2 separate regions of the Ovis aries genome follow, and region 2 is linked to region 1. A link is a contact called in public Hi-C data. All regions are on one chromosome and are shown on one strand. Each heading gives the region's core, a stretch centred on a gene start, on an enhancer-like site or on the middle of the called end of the contact. The rest is flanking DNA. Distances are from core to core; before and after follow the strand shown. Region 1 overlaps STIM1 (stromal interaction molecule 1). Region 2 holds the start of STIM1 (stromal interaction molecule 1).

Evidence for each region. Hi-C and Micro-C count contacts between places; a contact is called where the count stands out from the background.
Region 2: a Hi-C map of tail adipose tissue shows a contact between it and region 1, with 2.6 times the contacts expected there. The contact joins the promoter of STIM1 here to the enhancer-like site in region 1. A contact is called at or near these places in 9 of 16 Hi-C or Micro-C datasets (blood, liver, omental adipose tissue and 1 more).

What each region holds. Positions count from the first base shown.
Region 1 is chr15:49,887,547-49,891,513 of ARS-UI_Ramb_v3.0, reverse strand. All of the region lies in intron 1 of STIM1 (stromal interaction molecule 1), which reads left to right. Among named protein-coding and RNA genes, the nearest start is that of STIM1, 95 kb to the left of the region's middle. Within about 2 kb of position 2,138, at least 23 of the 54 cell types and tissues checked have an H3K27ac peak or open chromatin away from gene starts, as enhancers often do. A contact at or near this core is called in liver and tail adipose tissue, where this site is marked.
Region 2 is chr15:49,982,649-49,986,615 of ARS-UI_Ramb_v3.0, reverse strand. STIM1 (stromal interaction molecule 1) reads left to right here and starts at 2,017. Exons shown (of 13, transcript XM_060399990.1): 1 at 2,017-2,750. The coding sequence starts at 2,618.

The sequences.
Region 1 (3,967 bases), core at 889-3,388:
AGAGATTATTATACTAAGTGAAGTCAGTCAGAAAAAGATAAATATCATATGATATCACTTATATGTGGAATATAAAGTAGGATATAAATGAACTTATTTATAAAACAGACTCGCTGACGTAGAGAACGACATGTGGTTGCCAAAGGAGGAGGGGGAGAGGGATGGCTTGGAAGTTTGGGGTTAGCAGACACAAACTATTATATACAGAATTGATAAATAATGAGGTTCTTCTGTATAGCACAGGGAACTAGTATATTCAATATCCTGTGATAAACCATAATTGAAAAGAGTATGTAGAAGAATATATATATAACTGAATCACATTGCTGTAAAGTAGAAATGAACACAACATTGTTCAACTATACTTGATAAATTAAAAAAAAGAAGAGTATGAGCTCTAGAGTCAAGCTGCCTGGGTTTGAATCCTTACTTTTATGACTTGCTTGCTGTGTGCTCTTAAGCAAGTTACTGAGTCTCTCTGTGCCTTGTTTTCCTATCTGTACATGAGGAGAATAATAGTAATGATGTTGGAATTCCATGGTGGTCCAGTGGTTGAAACTCAGTGCTTTCACCGCTGTGGCTGGGTTTAATCCTTGGTAGGGGAATGACGATCCTGCAAGCCAAGCAGCATGACCAAAAACAAACAAAAACAAAACCGTAACCACCTCACTAAGTTCCTGTGTAAATTAAATGGAGCAGTATACGTGGAGAGCTTAGAATAGCACTTGCTATATTAGTAAGCATTCAAAATTGTTATGTGTTGTTACAATAATTACTTAACTCTCCAATCCCTGATTGGAACGCCAGTAGGCCAGAAGCATATCTATTTCCTCATTGTATCCCATAGGATTAGAGCAGCAGACATTTGCTAAGAATTTCTGGAAGGAGAGTTTTAAAGTGTGAATACTGGATTCCCTGGTGGCTAGGGGGTAAAGAATCCACCGGCAATGCAGGAGATGTGGGTTCAATCCCTGGGTCAGGAAGATCCCCTAGAGTGGGAAATGGCAACCCACTCCAGAATTCCTGCCTGGGAAATCCCATGGACAGGGAAGCCTGGTGGGCTGCAGTCCATGGGGTTGCAAAGAGTTGGACACAACTGAGCAACTAAACAACAACAGCAATTTGATTTGCCATGTATAATACTAACTGTGACTGTGACTAAGACTTGTCTTCTCTCAGCCCTAGTTTCCACATCTGTCAAATGGCAATCATGGTCCTTGTCATGCAGGGCTGATGCAAAAGTTGGATATATATGAACTGCCAGCAATTGTGTAAATATAGTTCCTTCCATACCCATGAGCTGTGTAGAATGGGGGCCCAGGAATCTGCCAATTACTATTGTACCCCTTAGTGGCCTGCTGAACCGAGGATTGCTCCTGCAGTGATGTTTTCTGGATATTTTGACTTAGGACAGAAGAAGGAAGCATTACCTTGGGATTTCCCTTAGTGTTTCCGGCCATTTCTGTGTGTTTTCCCTGATTGTTCTCCTCTGGATTCTAAGTTCCTAGAATAGCCAGAATATTTTTCTACCTCTTAGTTTCCCAAAGTCTTAAGCAACCAGACCACTTTTGTTTTGGCTCCTCTAAGCTTACTCTGTTTGGCCCTTGTCATTCTTCATTAGCTATTAGTATATCCTGCTTATTTTCAGTTTCCTGACATGTTGCATTTTTTTCAAGGCCAAAATAGCACCCAAATCATCTGAGGCAGAGCCCTTTATCTTGCTCACTCTAACTAGTGGGAAGCATAGTGGCCTGTGAGGTAGAAGACCCGAGTTCCATTGCTGGCTGTGACACAAGTCTAGCTGTGTGAGCTTGGGCAAGGCCCTTTCCCTCTCTGGGGCTCAAACTTCATCGTTAAAGTGAAGGATTTGAACCAAGTAAGTGGTTTCTAAGGATCTTTGAATTCTATGGTGTGAGTTTGGTCAAGTCATTTTTCTTTTAGGGGGTAGTCTTAGCTTCCTCATCTGTAAAACTAAGTGGATTAGCCTGAATAATTTATAGTCAATTCTAGGCCTTAGTCTTTTTTTCTTTTCTTTTTTTCTGCCTGTATTACTTTCTGGAGCATTTCTGTGACAGTTAACAGCTGTGGACAGGAAACGCTTGAACACTTCTAACTTGGCAAAGATTGCTACTCCCTCTGAACCTCATCCCAGCCCATTTCCTGTGTTTACAGCGTTTGGGTTTTTCGCTTAGTGACAGGCCTGACAGGTCATACTCCAGTTCTGTCTCCATAGCCTGGTGCAGGGTAGACCAAAGTGAGTACTAATTTGGAAGTTGAGAGACAGGATTTCAGTCTCCACTCAGCTGTGTGACCTTAGGCAAATGACCTTGCCTCTTAGGGTTCAATATCTTCGTCTGTAAAACCAGAGAATTTAACTAGTGAGTCTTTCTGGCTCTGATATGATAGGATATGGATACTTGCCTCTTTTTTTAAATTCCCCCTGAAGCACCCTTTGTTTAGCCTGTTTTTTCCACATACTCCACCCTGGAAGGGACCCTGGGGAGCTCCCTTCACATTTCCCATGTGAGATAAAATGAGAGTAAGTAAGAAAGTCAAACTGGCATCTCAAGCCCAACTGGCAGCAAAAAGGAGTTGAGGTGGAAGGCTGGTATGACTGAACTGCCTAACAGACCAGCTGTATGGTGGGTAACCAAGTCGCACCAATATGTATTTATTCTTATTAAGACTGTAGATAGATAATATCCTAGTTCCACCCTACTTTCACCATTTATGTGACTTGAGTAGATAATGTAGTGTATCTGGGCCTCAGTTTCCTCATCTTATACTGGGGATAATAAAGGTACCAATTCACAGAATAATAAAAGAGACACCATATGTAGAAGTCGCAGCATAGTTCCTGTCTTGTTCATCCTCCCTTTCTCCCTTAGGAAGTTATAATGTCCTCAATTCTGTTCTTGCAGAAATAGTGATAGGACTCTCAAGTCCCACTCCAGAGGAGCTAACAGGCCACCTGGGATATAATTCAATTATGAGCAGAAGAAACCTTATGAGGTGGTGCCTGGCCCAGACTGGGCTCAGTGCTCTGACCTGGAGTGGTTCAGGAAGCTTTCCTGGTGGAGATGGACTTTCCCTGGGCCATGAAGGGCCAGCAAGCCTTAAACATGAAGAGCTGGAGGGAGAGTAGGGTTAGCTACCCACCTACATTCTCTGTCAAGCTGGTGCTTTGGATAGGTCAGTTTCACATACATCTGTTCCTTCTCCCTTCAGCTAGGTAGTTATTATTCAAGAGATTTAGTTTTAAGTTTTTAAGAGAAAAAAAAATTTTTTTAAGGCAGTAAGAAGACATAACATTTATCTAGACCAAACTAGTTTTACTTTAATCAGTGGGCAAGGTAAAGTTAGCTTGCATAATTTTAAATACTTAGAACATTGTGGTTTTTATGCCACATTTTACAGATGAAGAAACAGTGCCTCCAAAAGGTTGAGCAACTTTTTCAGGTCAATGTTAACAAGTTACAATGACAAGTCAAAGGAGTTCTTCATGATAATTGAGTATAATCAAAACCAGGCTAGGAGATATGTATAATTTAGCAGTTCTCAGTTCTGTTTATTCACCTAAGTTTTCAGTAATCTGTAATAGTGCTTATTTTTCTGAGATGGCCTTCTTATTCCTGGCTTGCACCCTATATTCACCTCTTACTTTTAGTAGAAATTTCCAGTTCTCTAGATCTCCAGTTCTACTGTTGACTTAAATTCTACCTCCTTACCTAAACTTAGAACCCTTAATTCTTTTCCCAAATATTGATCAAACACGTCCTATATGCTATATATACCTAGAGATGGATGCAAATACTGGTTTATGCTTGGATCTTTTAGTGTAGTAATTAGACAGTTAGACAAAAACCACTTGGTAGTAATCAAACGCTTACTATGTGCCATGCTTTATTGGAAGTATTATACTTTAGATGTAGTAACTCACTTAATTTGCACAACTTTATGAGGTAGG
Region 2 (3,967 bases), core at 768-3,267, 95 kb before region 1:
ATGGATGGCCATTTCCCAGAGATGAATAAAGCGCAGGCCCTAACCTCTGAAAAGTCATAATCCTGTGGGGTGGTGGAAGACAGATATGTGTATGGTCCAATTCTGAACTTGGTGGCTGAGTAGGAGTTTCTGAGGAGAAGATCTTAAACTGTATTTTTCAAAAAATGTATGTGTGTGTGTTTGTGAAGTTGCTCAGTCGTGTCGGACTCTTTGCGACCCCGTGGACTGAAGCCCACCAGGCTCCTCCGTGCATGGGATTCTCCAGGCAAGAATACTGGAGTGGGTTGCCGTTTCCTTCTCCATGTATATTTATTCATTTATTTGCCTGTGCTGGGTCTTGGATGCAGCAGGTGGGATCTTCCATTTTTGTCGCAGCACGCAGGATCTTTAAATTGCCGAATGTGAATCTAGTTCCCTCACCAGGGATCAAACCCAGGCCCCCTGCCTTGGGAGTGCAGAGTCTCAGCCGCTGGACCACCAGGGAAGTCCATTGAATTGTATCTGGAAGAATGAGAAGTCAGTCATGTGAGGAAGGGGGCCATGTTGATGGGAGGCCCTGGAGGGGAAGAGAGTGTTTTAGGTAGAAGCCACAGTAGCTAGGAGGCATGGGAGGTGGCTGAGATTCCATGTGCTTGAGGAACTTAAGACCAGTGTTACCGAAGTTCAATAAGAGAGTGGGAGGGTGGTAGTAGATGACGTCGGAGGTGTATTTTTATATTAACAGCCTAACTCTTAAGCCCGGCAGCTGTTGGGCAAATCCGTGTTCCCGATCTTCAGAGGGCTTGCTCAGAACAGGTAGCTGGCTTAGCACTGTCAGGGGAGGGCCGGTGCCAAGGACAGGGCAGGGCACAGAGCAGGTTTCAGTAAAGATCTGCTGACAGCACACTTGAGAAGAGAACAGGAAGTGCAGGCTCTGTTGAGGGAGGCCCAGACGCTTCTCCCTCTTTATAGGGGCACTCGTTCTCAAGTCGCTAACACCCTCAAGCCACACACAGAGCTGGGAGAGTGAGATGCAGGGAGGAACCTACACAGGCCCTACCCGCAGAAACCTCAGAGGGGAGGGGGTTGGGGGACGGGTAGGAAAATGGGCTGAGAGAGTTAAGGGAGGGCATCCTACTTAGCTTGGATTGGGGGGGGTAAATTAGGGGGGAAGGTCAGGAAGGCAGATATGGGGCCCTTTGGCCATTTAGGAATGTGTGGGGCCATTTTACCTATACTGGTTTGGACGCTTCGCTTTGTTTTCTGGCATCATTCCTTCTGAAAACACTAGCAGGCCCCAATGGGCCTCCCCCGGGGCGGGTCCTCGCTCTAATTCCCCAGCTCTCTGCAAAGGGGCAGGGCCTCCCAAGGAGCTCCGATCCCGGCCGCAGAACCTAGCTTTGCCCGCCAGGGGCCGCTGCACAGGGGTGACTAAGCGCGCGGGTTCCTAAGCTGCAGAGAGGCGGGAGCCGATTGGCTGCGGGGAGCGGCGAGAGGGGCGGAGCCTAGGATGCCGGCCGGGAGTAGGGGGCTGGGAACGCGCCCCCCGCTGAACCGGGCCGGGTCGTTGTCTCCTCGGGCAGTACCGGGCGGCAGTCGTAGTGTCCAGGCCCTCTGCCTTGCCCGGCTCTAGAGCTGAGGCGAGTGGGTCGGCACCGAGGCCCGGAGATCCGGGCCACTGTCATCATCGCCGCCGCCGCCGCAGGCCTGGGTTACCTGAGCGACTTGCGTGTCAGCGCCCGCCAGCCCGTCCGTTTGCGGGCGGTTAGCACGGGAGAGACTAGTGGGCGAAAGGGAAGCTTGGGACCCGACCCTTGGCTGGGGAGAGGGATCCTAGCGGAGACTAGCGCGGACCGGGAGAGCCCTCCGGGGTCTGCGGGCGCCGGGTGGCTGCCTACAACAGGTTATTCCGGGATAAACCCAGCGCTGGGGCGGGCCCGGGCTTCGCTGGGGGCCGGGCGGCGCTGGGCGGGCCTGCGGGAGAGCACGCCCCCGCCCGCCCCGGGCCCGCCCCGCGCCTCCCGCCCGCACGCCCGCGAGCCTCTATCCCGGGCCTGGCCCGTGCGCGTCCGCCTGCTGAACCTGGGCACCGCCGGCCGGGGCACGGGACTGGGCGGGATCGCTGACCTCGGCCTTGGAGGCCTGGGATCCCCGAGCCGCCCGCGCCCGCGGGGGCCTCGGAGTCGCACGCCCTCCCCGAACCTGCGCTGCTCGAGGATCCCCGGCGGGGCGAAGCCAGGTGCCCCCTTCTCCTCCTTTCTCTCCCTCCCCCACTCCGGTGCCCGCGAGAGGTCCCGCCCGCTCACCCCCTCCCCAAGGGGTGTAGCCGGCTGCGGAGCGGACAGCGGCTCCGCGGCCACCTTGTCCAAACTCTCCGGAAGCGGCTTGAGCTGACAGGGCACTCAGGCCGTCGCAGCTCCAGCGGACACACAGTTGGGCCGGAGACGCCGGCCTTCCTCCCGCTCCCAAACTTGGAGCACTTGACCTTTGGCTGTCGGAGGAGGCAGACTCGCGCGTGGCTGGACAGCTGCGGCACCTCGAGGGCATCTTGCCTGGGGTTCCAAGACCGGGCTCCGAACTTTGCCTCTGAGACCCTGAGGTGTCTCCATCAGGCGCATGTTGACTGAGACCTGGAGTCATGGATGTGTGCGCTCGTCTTGCCCTGTGGCTCGTTTGGGGGCTCCTCCTGCATCACGGCCAGAGCTTCAGCCAAAGCCACAGCGAGAAGGCGACCGGCTCGGGGGCCAATTCTGAGGAGTCCACTGCAGCAGGTAAGGCCTTACCACGGGCAAGAACTGAGTTGCCCAAGTGGGGAAGTTTGAACAGTCGGTTTCTACACTTGTGATTGATGGAGGACCCACTCATGGCACTGCCAGTTCTTAGGAGTCCAGGGAGTTCTTTCCGTTCAGGAGCTACTGCTGATGTCTTTGTGTCTTGAACAACTTTCTTCATCCCTCCTCAGGATGTCTTTTGTTGGCAGAGAAAGGCGGTTTGCTTCTGGCACACCTTGGCCTTTCAGATCAGCAAGTCAAGACCCTGTCTCAGGATTACTTGCCTGGAATAATGGCCTGGGCAGATGATAAGTCTATTGCTTTTGGCCAGTTTCAGCACTTGGCAGCAGAGGGGAGGTTGAGGCTACTTGGACTGGGCAGGGAAAGTCAGGACTGAGCCAGCTTTATTACTCTGTAAGTTAGTGTTGAGGTGTGCCTTGCTATTCCAGTGAGCGTGGGAACCCTATTTCCTCCCTGCCCTTAGGTAATCTGCTGTCTCCTAGCTGTGCCCATCTGAAATATCAAAGCAGTTCCTTAGATGGAGTGCTATTTACCACTAGGGAGTTAAATGGACTTTTCTTGACATAGGCATGATATAATTCCTGGGACCACTTGTTGACTTACTCTGTTTCTTCTGACTGATGATGGTAGGAGTTCTACGATATTTTTGATCTCTCCTGCTTTTTCCTGTGTACTCGTGGAGCCTTGTCAAAAAAGTAGGAGCCCTGGTGCTCTGTTGCAGAGAAAAAAAAAAAAAAAGCACCTTTAAAATTCAGTTGTTTTACACAAAGCTTAGAAGGAATCCATTTTTTTACCCTCATGTCTCTCACCCTGTCACTAGGATCTGCCCAAAGCAGTGGGCTGCAGAGTAAGGAGAATTTATAGCTGGGTTCTTCCTACGGGTGGGCAAGCTCAAGGGAGGGGTCGCCTGAGTGAACACCCATTGATACAAGGAGGAAAAGGAAGTGTCATGGTGGCCAGGAAGTTTCATGGATGGATTCTGGGGCTGACGTTGGTGGTAGACCCTTTCTTAGGTAATCCCCCTTTAAGTTCCTTGACTGGGCTGGATGTGATTATAGGTACCTCAAGGGTTGACTTACAAGTGAGGCCAGGAGTTGCCTTATATATAAGTATGGCACCTAGGATGTAGCTTTGAAGATAGGACCTCCTTGCATATTAATCCTGTTTCTCCACACATTGTCTCCTTGGCCCCTGAA